Linked DNA regions of Gossypium arboreum: region 2 is linked to region 1. The links are chromatin contacts, called in public Hi-C maps. All regions are on one chromosome and are shown on one strand. The core of a region is the stretch at or near the end of the contact, and the rest is flanking DNA. Distances in the headings are between cores, read along the strand shown.

What was found. A called contact is a pair of places that touch in the nucleus more often than the background predicts.
Region 2: a contact with region 1 is called in a Hi-C map of leaf, with 3 times the contacts expected there. The contact joins the promoter of LOC108489533 here to the promoter of LOC108489165 in region 1. A contact is called at or near these places in 2 of 5 Hi-C or Micro-C datasets (both in leaf).

Annotation. Positions count from the first base shown.
Region 1 is chr10:44,177,256-44,183,276 of ASM2569848v2, forward strand. It overlaps LOC108489165, which reads right to left and starts at 2,674. Exons shown (of 3, transcript XM_017793489.2): 1 at 1,950-2,674; 2 at 1,612-1,761; 3 at 936-1,432. The coding sequence starts at 2,597. The coding sequence ends at 1,136. It overlaps LOC108489166 (pentatricopeptide repeat-containing protein At1g62930, chloroplastic-like), which reads left to right. Exons shown (of 4, transcript XM_053020262.1): 3 at 288-393; 4 at 489-888.
Region 2 is chr10:44,329,832-44,335,852 of ASM2569848v2, forward strand. LOC108489533 (receptor-like kinase TMK4) reads left to right here and starts at 2,593. Exons shown (of 4, transcript XM_053020023.1): 1 at 2,593-5,065; 2 at 5,509-5,916. The coding sequence starts at 2,818.

The sequences.
Region 1 (6,021 bases), core at 1,424-3,923:
GATAATTTTTCTTTAAAGCTATGAACTGGATTCATATTTGTTTATGTAGATTTTTAGTTCAACAAAAAGACATGGTTAGAAGAAAGTTCCTTGATCCATATCTAGTTATATTAGACTAGTTTTACCAAATTGATCGGCCTGAGATTAAATACAGTATATCTTGTTTACCAAATTCATACTAATGAACTGGAAATATTGCTGTCAGACCATTATTAGCATACTTGCAGATTGCTAAGCTACGTATAAGCTGAATTCACTCTGATCTTTGGTATCAGTTTTGTTTACAGGGATAGGATTTGTGCTGCAGGTAGTATTATATAGGTCAGTGAATGGAATGCTCTGTAGCATCCTGTTGCTTTGGCATTCATTCAAGCCAAGTTTGGTCGATGACAGGTATGTTATTTACATTATAAGAGACATATATTTGCAAGTTGCTTTTCATCCTTTAGCTGAGCAGGTTCATCTTAGGTCAATGGATTTTTTCACAGGGTCTTCTTGGGGGTTTCCACCTTTGACAAATTTTCCTAGCTGTCCCTTGTTTGATTCATTCTACTCTCGTAAGGAAGTCGAGCTTCTTCTTTGTTTCATTTGAACTAAAAGGGTTGTTTATCATGTAAAAGATGCAGCTAAACATTAGTAGTAAAAAGCTTGTTTATGTCCTGAGGAGTAGTAGCCATTTGAAAATGAGCTTTCTTGTGGGGTATGGGGATAAGATACCCACAATATATGTGCATCACAGAGACCAGCTGGTGCAACAACCGGTTGTGCTGGTGGCCCCATTTAGCTGTTGGAGGCCTTGAGGGTGGGCCTTTTCATGTGAATTGGTTTCATGGTTTAGGGGGATATAGGAATAATATAATGCAATATAACTACATTTTTTTTTTTTAATTTTGGAGATGAGACTTTTTTCTTCATTATTGGACATTGGAATAAAATTTCTGGCCAATACTGATGATGATTGTATTTTATAGCATCTTACTGAACCATCAATCAGGCATAATGATTCAAGTTTCTAATCATAAACAGAACCAAATTCAAGTAAAGAAATTTGGAGGAAAAATTAAACTAATAAAAAGCCGCTCATAAGGAATGAGAAGTGGATATCTAGTAACTGAAATCCAGAATTCGCCCTCTTTCAAGTTGGGATCATAAGTTGATCTTCATTTCTTGAAAATTCAATGAATTGGTTATCAAAAACAAAGAAGAGCAAAAATTCTTCACTCATCTTTTTCACCATTTTTGTCAACCTATCTTTCAACAGCTCCAGCAGTGTTGCTGAAATTAATCTGGGGTTGTCCAATATCCAGCTCCTTTGATACTCAAAGATCCATGTGTTGGGATCCATTTGTATTACAGAGGTACCCCATTTGCTTTGTACCCATGATGCATTTGCCTTTCTTGTTATAATAAATCCACTCCTTCCATTGGACCACTGCAAAAGGAACAAAAAAAAAAAAAAAGGAAAGAAAGAAAGGAAGGAAGAAGAAAATTTATGATAACATAAGCACTAGCAAATCCAAAACAGGCAGCAGCAATGACAATCAAATTGATCCTAAGGGTCCTTTTTATATTAATCAAAAAGAAAACAAGGGTAAATAGATTGGCATTTACCTCAGATACTCTGCCAGATAAGATAGTAAATGATTTGGAAGAAAACCCAGTAGTAAGCAATCCAGCAGTTTGCAAAGGCCACCCCCAAATCTTGACCTCTTCCATTGCCGATTTATACAACAAGCAATGCGAATTTAGAAGCAAACTACCCTGCAATTATTACTCCAAAAGTTACCACGGCTTTTCATTCTTTCTTAAAATATTTGTGTTGGACAGAGATAAAAATGGTAACAAGTAATTACACACTCTAATATGTATAAGATGCCCTCGAGTAACAGTAATAGGCCATAGGTTTTAAGCACATAACTTGGGGGAAATTAAAAGAAAAAAGTTCGAACCTGATCAATTTCCCATACGGAATCCGTATTGCTGCAATTAGAAACCTTGAGATTATGAAATCCTTTCAACTCATTTTGCAAGAACCTCAATTTTCCATTCAAATCTTGCATAATTGAAGCCCTTTCACCAATGCTTCTCGCAACATCGCTTGTCAAAATCGGCTTCAAAAACCCACCTACACCCCAAGAAAACCCAACCTCCATTACCAAAACCAAATTCAAACCCATTAATAACTTCCAAAATACACTTTGGAAACCACCATTTTTCCCCTCCTCTTTCTTCTTCTTTTTCTCCTTGTTTTCTCTAAAGTTTAATCTGGCAGTTGATTTAAGAGCCGGAGATTCCACCAAGCAACAAGAACTCGATGTGGGTGTGGATGTAATGGAAGGATCGAAAGAGATGGGAGAGTGGTTTGCGTATTTGGGCTTGGAAGCAGAGAGTTTACTGAATGAACTCTTTTGAACGCTGAGGGGCATGAGATCGAGAGTGGCATTGATGCTAGCCAAACAGATTTCGCACTTGCAATTGGCGTCTTTTCTGCAACCTGGGAAGTAGTTGCTGTCTCGGGTTTCGGTACGGACATCATCTTCCATAGTAATGGTGGTCGATTTCATTGAAGAAGATGACGAACTCAGCTGGTGTTTCATTGCTTCTTTTTGTCTCTTTAGGTTATTTCTCTTTGAAAATTGTGGTTAATAGTGTTAAATGAGATCTAACGGATATATTTATATTGATAGGGTTTTTGAAATTTGAACCTTTAACGGTTATATCATGTGGGATATTTATTTATATGTATGTATGTTTTTTCATGAGTGATAATTTAATTCTTTTAGTAAAAAAACTGAAGTAGCCTACTACTAGAGGTGTGCATGGGCCGGGCGGCCCGGCCCGGCCCGAAGGCCCGCCCGAAAAATGGGAGGGTTTGGGTAAAAATATAGGCCCGAAAAATGGGCTTGGACAAAAAACGAGGCCCGTTTAGAAAGCGGGCAGACCTCGAGTAAGATTTTTTGTCCCAGACCCGCCCGACCCCCGATTTTAATATTAAATTATTTTAAAATTTTTTATTTTAATTTTAAATAACTTTAGTATTTTTACTTTACTTTTTTGTTGTTTTGATGTTATTTTGATATTGTAAAACTTTTGTTATTAATATAATTTAATTCTTAATTTAGTTTTAATTTGTTTCAATTTTTCAATTTTAATATAATTACTTTTTATTATATTTTTAATTTATGTATTATTTTAATAATTATTTTAGTCCCATTATTTATTTATTTTTGTTTTAATATTTGTTTTATGTTTTAAATGTATTTGATTTATTATATTTTAAAGTTTTTATTTAATAAAAAAGCAAAAAAATTTAATATGACCGGGCAGGTGAGCAGGCTCAGCCTACCATTTTTCTCGGGCCGGGCTTGGACAAATTTTCAGCCCATATTTGAGGCAGGCAGGCCCGAGCCTTGAAAACAGGCGAATTTTTATGGGCCCAGCCCGAACCTGGCCCGGCCCAGCCCATGCACATCTCTACCTACTACTAGGGAAGAGGGTTAATGCATTATTTAACCATCTAATTATTTTATATTAATTTGGTGCTTGAAGTTTTCAAACCTTATATCCGATATCTTAAGGCTGATTTTTATTATTTCCATTGTAAAAAAAAAATAAACTACATTATTAGTCACTTAATTAAAAAGTTACAATTTGGTAACTAACTTTTTAATTTTTTCTATCACTTTGACACCTTTTAGTCTTAGTTGGTATAATAACAATTTTAGTCCTTGACTTTTGTATTTTCTATCAATTTAATTCTAACTCTATAAAAAATATTTAAAATAGAAAATCATATGTAAAAATTCTATAAAATAAATTCTCTTATATATCTTTGTTGAAGAACTAATATGTATTGAAACAAAGAAAATTATCATTCAATAAAATCCAATGATAAATTAAAATAATATAAAACAAAACAAAAAATAAATCATTACATGCTTATTTAGTGTTTCTAGAAATCAAATTAGTAATATCTTCAAGTTGAGTTATATGCCCTTGAAGAACATTCTGAATTGATATTACAGAAGCTTGTGGAATCGACTCTAGTGCCATTTTTTAAGAAAAAATTACAAAATATACCACATAATTTTCTTTTTTTACTCAATTCAAATTTCCAATTCAATTAAAACCCAAATTGTAAAAACAAATTATATTCTTTTTTTCTTATAATGTAAAAAAAGCTATGTCAAGAGACAAAAGAAGTAAAAATTGGAGAACCAATAATGTTGCTTAATGTGTGGTGTGCCTCGCATTTATCGGACATTTTACAGACACTTATTGGAGACAGAAGTGAGATGCATAATGAGGAGATATGTGACATTGTGACGATGTGGCGAGCAAGGGACGATGTCACGACGAGGGTCGTCAAGATGAGGCAACAACCTCTTGAGACAGAAGCAGGGGCGACGCCATGATGAGGAGAGTCATGACATCACGTCGATATCTTACCTAAAATAGTTGCGTTTTAGACTCCAAGTAGGACTTGTTCTCCCAATTAGATTCTGATTATTTCAGGGTTATTTTAGTATGATTAAACATCTAATCTTAGTCTATTTAAAGAGCCTTCGTAATCTTAATTTAGACACGCCAATCAGCAAGGGCTTTTCTTGAAGGGGACAAGATGTAGCCGCATATGAGTTTTAGTGAGAGTTTTGTGGTAACTATGGAGAGAATTCTGTTCTCAAATTAATGTTTTTTATTTGGGATTTGGGTTTGTACGTTTAGTACATTTAGGTTTATTTTCTCTATATTGTACTCTCGTTTATTTACTCATTTAGTGAAAACCCAAAGCCTCTTTTTGCCCGTGGTTTTTATCCTCTCCAGAGGAGTTTTCCACGTAAATTATTTGTGTGCCCAATTTTCTTTTCTCTTTTTCATTATTGTTTGCTGTTTATACAGGTCGATCCCCAACACTTAATGTTTTATTTTTTCTATGTTATTTTTTAAGATTGGGTATTAGATATTTCTATCTGAGATAATACAAAGAGAAAGTTTGGAGGGTTTAAAATAATAATTTTCCTCATTTTCTCTCACATTATTTACTTTTGAAAAAATTATGTAGTTTAATATAATTTTAATTTTAGAATTATCTACATTTTAAAGAAAGAATTTCATTTTTTATCATGATATATAATCGGGGACAATATTATTATACCAATTAAAAAGTGCCACTTAACAATCGGGTAATAAAAATAATTTGAAAACATTACTAACTAAATTGTAACTTTTTTAGTTAAATGACCAAAATAAAAACTTATCTATAATTTAGTGACTAATGGTATAGTTTAGCTGAGAGTGTGTTACATTACACAATTTCTATTTTTAAAATAAATTCAAAAATAGAAAAATGAGAAAATAAAAAAATCAGAAAAAAAGTTATGAAAGTTATAAAAATCAAAATTATAAAATTATAAAATATAAATTTTTAAAAATAAATAAAATAAAAAAGAGAATGTAACGCCCCAAAATTTAAATTTTTGGTTTCGTGTATGTGTGACACACAAGTGTGTATTTGCTTCAATGGTTAAGTGTTTTGAATGTGTGTGAGAGGTCCCAAGTCCAAGTCTTATTTGGGCAAAATTTGGTATTTTTATAAATAAAGCCTTAGCCTTGTGCAAAGGGCTTAAGTTTAATTGTTGGTAAGTTTATATCAGGATGAGCTTGTTGATTTTGGTAGTTAAGTGGAGTGTTGGAGTGCTGGAGGTCTTATGTTTAATTCTCTGTGATGGTGTGGAGATAGTATTTTTGCTCCAATTTCGGCTAAGAGTTGTGTTGGGGCAAAATTCTAAGTAGTTGTGTTTTAATGGGTTAATAAGGAGTGATTTTAGGAGATAATTGGGGAGAGTTTATCAGAAGTTTTGGTTTTCTCTCCAATTCCCCAAACTTTTTCTAACATTTTATTCTTCTTCTTTTTTTTTCTCTCCTCTGCCAATTCTTTCCCCTAGTTGCTGCTAAAATTTCCATTATTTTTTTCCCTTCTGTTTCTTTTTTTCTTTTTTTTTTTCCAATTGATTCAGTTGT
Region 2 (6,021 bases), core at 1,343-3,842, 150 kb after region 1:
TGTTCCTAATAGTTAGCACTTCCTCCAAATCTAGTATGCGACCCTTGCGAAGTCTATAATACTATCCCAACCTACTTCTGTAATAACTTCTTGCTTACTTAGACACATACCCTTACTAGGTATCGACCACTCGGTTGGAAATTCAAAGCCATTGTTAAGCTTGTACTTAACCCGTATATACTTGCAGCGATTTAGACGAAGGTTTAAAGACCAGTTAGTAATGATGGATTCCACATCTTTGCAAGGTGAGAAATAAAATAAACTCATCGAACCCCCACGATTGTAGGCCTTCAATTGGTACAAATTCTAAAAAACGATAATGAATGGCACTTCTTCCCGACTGCACTCAATGAAGTATGCCATTGCAACCCACAATGAAAAACAAGATAACTGCCCCGAAGCTATCTTGTATTTATCGAGAAAGTGATAGAAAAAGGGGTGGAGTGGTAAATGGAAACCTGCTTCTATCACGTGCAATGGAAGTAAAAAACCACCGTTGTTGGTGTCTCTCAACCGATTTAATAATTCAGGGATTGAGAAGTCATAAGCAAAGTTCGGTATTTGAATTCCTCGTGTGGCCAAAATAGGATTCATTTCTTCCACTTTTGTAGTGCAAACATAAGCCTTAGCCTCCATCGGGGTACTTGCTTCATGGTGTCGCGAAGAGATTTTTGAATAATACGACCATTTATTCTAGTCCTAGCCATAGTGTTCTAATAAAACCAAGAAAAAATTGAAAGAACGATGGAAATTTTATGGAAATGACCTCTGATACTGTTTTTCTCAATAATGGTTTCTTCTCTAAAATCTCTAATTTAAACAATGTAATTTTTAGGGCTCAAGTAACTTCCTTTTAAAAGGGCTTTTTACACTTTAACGATTCATATATCCGAGAATAAGGGCACAATCAGCTGCTTATAGTTGTTACCCTTCTTAACACATGGCGAAGTGTACGTTGCAAGTTAAGGTATAAAGTATATTTAATAAGCCTCTTCTTGTGTTACTTCTCATCTTATAGAACTAGGTTCCAATAAGAGTCACTTTATAAATCTTATAGAACTGGGTTCCAATAAGAGTCACTTTATAACTCTTCTTCAAACCAGGCGGGGGATAAATTGTTATGATACTCACTATTACCGACTCGTAACCTGACTGGGTTCAGGTCGAGTTTTGCACAGTTCTCACTTCAAGTTCGCGTGACACTGTAAGTTCACATGCAAGACCCTCAAACCCCTCTATGAGACCGCACGATGTGGGTTCACACACCATCATTTAGGCGAACCTACATCATATAGACACATGTTAAACCTAGAGTAGAGTACGTGCCGACATGCATAGAACCTACCTACAGTATCATATCTATGAATAGTAACCATATCATATAAATACACAGTTTCACCCATATAAAGACACACATAAACACCCAAAAATATTAAAAATATTTAAAAATTCTAAAATTCTTTTAACTTATATTTTCTAAATATATGAACAAAGTAATTGAGAGTTCTATAAAAGAAAATATTTATTTTGGTAGTCTTTTTTTTTGTAAACAATATTGTATAAATTTGAATTTTTAATAATTTAATAAAATTATTAAAATTTTTAAAATAATGCCCAACATTCAAAACCTCAAAAATAATAATAAAATAATTAAAATTACCAAATTTCTGAAAAATAAAATTTAAATTTTAAAATTTTCCAAAATTCTTTCAAAAAATTATAAAATAAAAATATATAAATATTCAGTAAAATTAATTTTATTTTTAAAATTTCAAAAATTCATTATTTTCTATAATTTTTAAATTTTATAAAATTTAGAATATTTTTTGCATATATATATATATTATATAAAGTTTCCTTTTAATTTTGAGAAAAAATATTTGTTGGAAAATTTTATAATTTTTTCAAACTTTGGAGCTTTTATTTTATTTGTTTTCATATTCTGAAGATATTTTTCGAACATTTATATATACGAATATATATTGGATTTTTATGATCTTTTGAATTCTCACAGTTTGTTTTAGAATTTTCACTCTTTTTATTAAAATTTAAAAGTTACGCGATACTATTTACAAAAAATATTAAAACTATATTTCTTTTATAAATTTAAAATTTAGATAATTTTTATTTTTATAATTTCGTAATCTTTGAATTAATATAAATTTTATAATTTTTTCTATAATCGTATATAAATTTTTTAGGTTTTATAAAAATAATTTTTAAGATTAGTTTAAAGTTTTTTTAAAATTTTCGGAACTTTGGAGTATTTTAGTAATATTTATTTGTTTTTTATTTTTAATATATACTATTTTAAAACATTTTTATAATTTTATTAGTTTTTAATTTTAATAATGTATGGACTTTTTGTTTTTTATTATATAATATTTAAAAAATTCAAAATTCAGAGTTGGATTGGATAATAATTGACGCTATTTTCATTATTTTTCTTATCCATTTTAAAAAGTACAGGACATAAGTACTTTATTTTTAGATGGACCATTTTGCTCATATTTAAAATTTACAGGGATGTATGTGACATTTAAACTATTTTGAGTACTCTACATATTTTTTTTTATTAGAAAAAAAAAACAGGTAAGATATTCTCTCTTTTTAAAAAAATTCCAACTAAGAAAATTCCCTTTCATTATTTCTTTTGTCTTTCCCCTAAGTATTCCCTTGCCCTAAAACACTGTTCTTTCTTTTCACTGTTAGGAAAAAAACGAAAAAAAAAACCATATTCAAAGAACAATCCAACAAACACCATCGTTGTTGGATAATCCAACTGTTTTGGTTTCCGAAACTAATCCAAAAGCAAAAATGCTTAACCGCCACCATATCCTCCTTCCCATCCTCCTTTTCTCCTCCCTTCTCGCCGCAGGGGACGACGGCGCAACCATGCTCAAGATAGCTTCATCCTTCCGCCCTCCTCCCACTGGGTGGTCTTCCTCTTCTTCAGACAACTACTGCAAGTGGCCTGGCATAAATTGCGACAAATCCAACAGCGTTACTTCCATCAACCTCTCTTCCAAATCCCTGTCTGGGACCCTTTCCCCCGACATCGCCGCCTTGTCGGAGCTCCAGACTTTGTCACTCCAACGCAACGCCTTGTCCGGGACCATCCCATCTTTCGCCAACCTCTCCAGCTTACAAGAGGTTTACCTTGACAGCAACACCTTCACCTCTATTTCCCCAAACGCCTTCTCCGGATTAACCAGCTTGCAAAAGCTGAGTTTGAGTGACAATGCCGGTTTAAGTCCATGGACTTTCCCAGATTTGTCTCAATCGACGGGACTCGTTGAACTTCAACTAGACAACACCAGCTTGTTCGGTTCCTTGCCTGATATATTCGATTCTATGAACAGCTTGAAAAGTATAAGGTTGTCTTACAACAATTTGAGCGGCATATTACCGGCTTCTCTCGGTGGTTCAATGGTTCAGAATCTTTGGATCAACAATCAGGATGTTGGGTTCACTGGTACTTTACAAGTTTTATCCAGCATGACACAGTTGTCTCAGGTTTGGCTTCAGAAAAACTTGTTTACGGGTCCGATCCCAGATTTGTCTAAATGTTTGGATATTTTCGATCTTCAGCTTAGAGACAATCAGTTGACAGGGCCGGTTCCCAAATCTTTAATTGATCTTCCAAACTTGAAGAATGTTTCATTGTCTAATAATAAATTGCAGGGTCCTTTCCCAGAATTTCCTACCTCAGTTGAGAAAAAAGTTGTTGATGGAAACAATAATTTTTGTAATAGTAATGGGGATCCTTGTAATCCTCAAGTTACTACATTGCTTGAGATTGCTGGGGGTTTTGGGTACCCTGTGTCTCTTTCTGATAATTGGCCTGGGAATGATGCTTGCGAATGGTCCTTTATTTCTTGTGATTCACGAAAGAATGTGATTACAGTGAATCTGGAAAAGAAAAACTTAGTCGGGACGATTTCTCCGGCCTTTGCCAATCTCACCTCATTGAAGAACTTGAATCTGAATGGTAATGGATTAACCGGTTCAATTCCTGATAGTCTGACTAAGTTGACTAGTTTGCAGCTTCTTGATGTGTCTAATAACAATCTTAGTGGAGACATTCCGAAATTTTCAAATTCAGTAAAATTCTTGTACTCGGGGAATAGTTTACTTGGAAAATCTGGTGGTTCTGGTGATGGAGGAGATTCAGGATCTGGAGCATCCGCTGGAGGTTCGGATGGTAACTTGAAAAGTGGCAATAGTAAGAATTCGATTGCTATGATTGTCGGTATTATTGCTGGTGTATTGATTTTTGTTGCTGTTGTTTGCTTTGTTTCTTATAAGTATATTATGAACAAGAGGTACGGAAAATTTGGTAAGGTGGAGGGCAGTGATGCTGAGAGGGGTGTGGTTAAGAGTCCAGCAAATGGTGGCGGAATGAATGGGAATGGGGGAGTTCCCAGTGAAATGCTAAGCCAAAGCAGTGGGGATCGTAGTGACCACCATTTTTTTGAGGGTGGAAATGTAGTGATCTCAATCCAAGTACTAAGACAAGTGACAGATAATTTCAATGAGGCCAATGTTTTAGGAAGAGGTGGTTTCGGGGTTGTTTATAAAGGGGAGCTGCATGATGGCACACAGATTGCTGTCAAAAGGATGGAATGTGTGTCGACCGGTACTAAAGGAATGAATGAGTTTCAGGCAGAAATCGCAGTGCTTACAAAAGTTAGGCATAGGCATCTGGTTGCACTTTTGGGTTACTGTATTAATGGTAATGAGAGACTCTTGGTTTACGAGTATATGCCTCAAGGTACCCTAAGTCAGCATCTCTTTGAATGGCGGGAAAATGGATATGCTCCGTTCACCTGGAAGCAGAGAGCCACCATTGCACTGGATGTTGCACGAGGGGTTGAGTATTTGCACTCTTTGGCACAACAAAGTTTCATTCACAGAGATTTGAAGCCCTCCAACATTCTCCTTGGGGATGACATGAGAGCAAAGGTTGCCGATTTTGGACTCGTTAAAAATGCACCCGAAGGTAAATACTCTGTGGAGACAAGGTTGGCAGGAACGTTTGGATATCTTGCTCCTGAATATGCTGGTATGTGAATTTTTGTCTTCAAATGCTTTAAGATTTTATACGAGCTTCTTACTTGCTTAGTTATACATATTCTGTGATAATTTTCTCTAGGCAAATTAAACCTTTCAATGTAATTTAGATGTATCCTTAATGTCTCAACCCCAGAATAGCTAATATATTATTGTTAATATGATCGGGGCTCTACATGGTATTATCAAGCTTGCTTAAACAGCAAACTTTATAAGTTATGAGGCCATATTCGGTATTCTTATGTTAAAAGATTAAAAATCATGATTGACTGAAACAGTTGTCTTCTGATTAGCATTTATAATATTTGATGTTTGATATTTGGGTTGAATGTATTGTTATTGCCTTTCGCCTGGCTGTTTCGTAACGTTGTCATTTTTGTTGTTTGGTTAAATATTATAGTTTTCTAAATAGAGATACTGTTTTAATCTGAACAGCAACTGGAAGGGTGACTACGAAGGTGGATGTTTATGCATTTGGAGTGGTCTTGATGGAGATAATAACTGGCAGAAAAGCTTTAGACGAGACCTTACCCGATGAGAGGTCACATCTGGTCACATGGTTTCGCAGGGTCCTTACCAACAAAGACAACATTCCGAAAGTGGTTGATGAAACAATCAACTGCGATGAGGAGACAATGGCAAGTATCTTCAAGGTGGCTGAGCTGGCAGGACACTGCACAGCTCGCGAACCATATCAGCGACCTGACATGGGGCATGCTGTAAATGTGTTGGGCCCCCTTGTTGAGCTGTGGAAACCTACCACCCAAGAGGATGGTGAAAACTCGGGCATTGATCTTCACATGAGCCTTCCTCAGGCTCTACTAAGATGGCAAGCAGATGAAGGTACTTCAACAATGTATGGTGATATATCATACTCCCAAACCCAATCAAGTATCCCTGCAAAACCCTCGGGATTTTCAGACACATTAAGCTCATCTGATGGTCGGT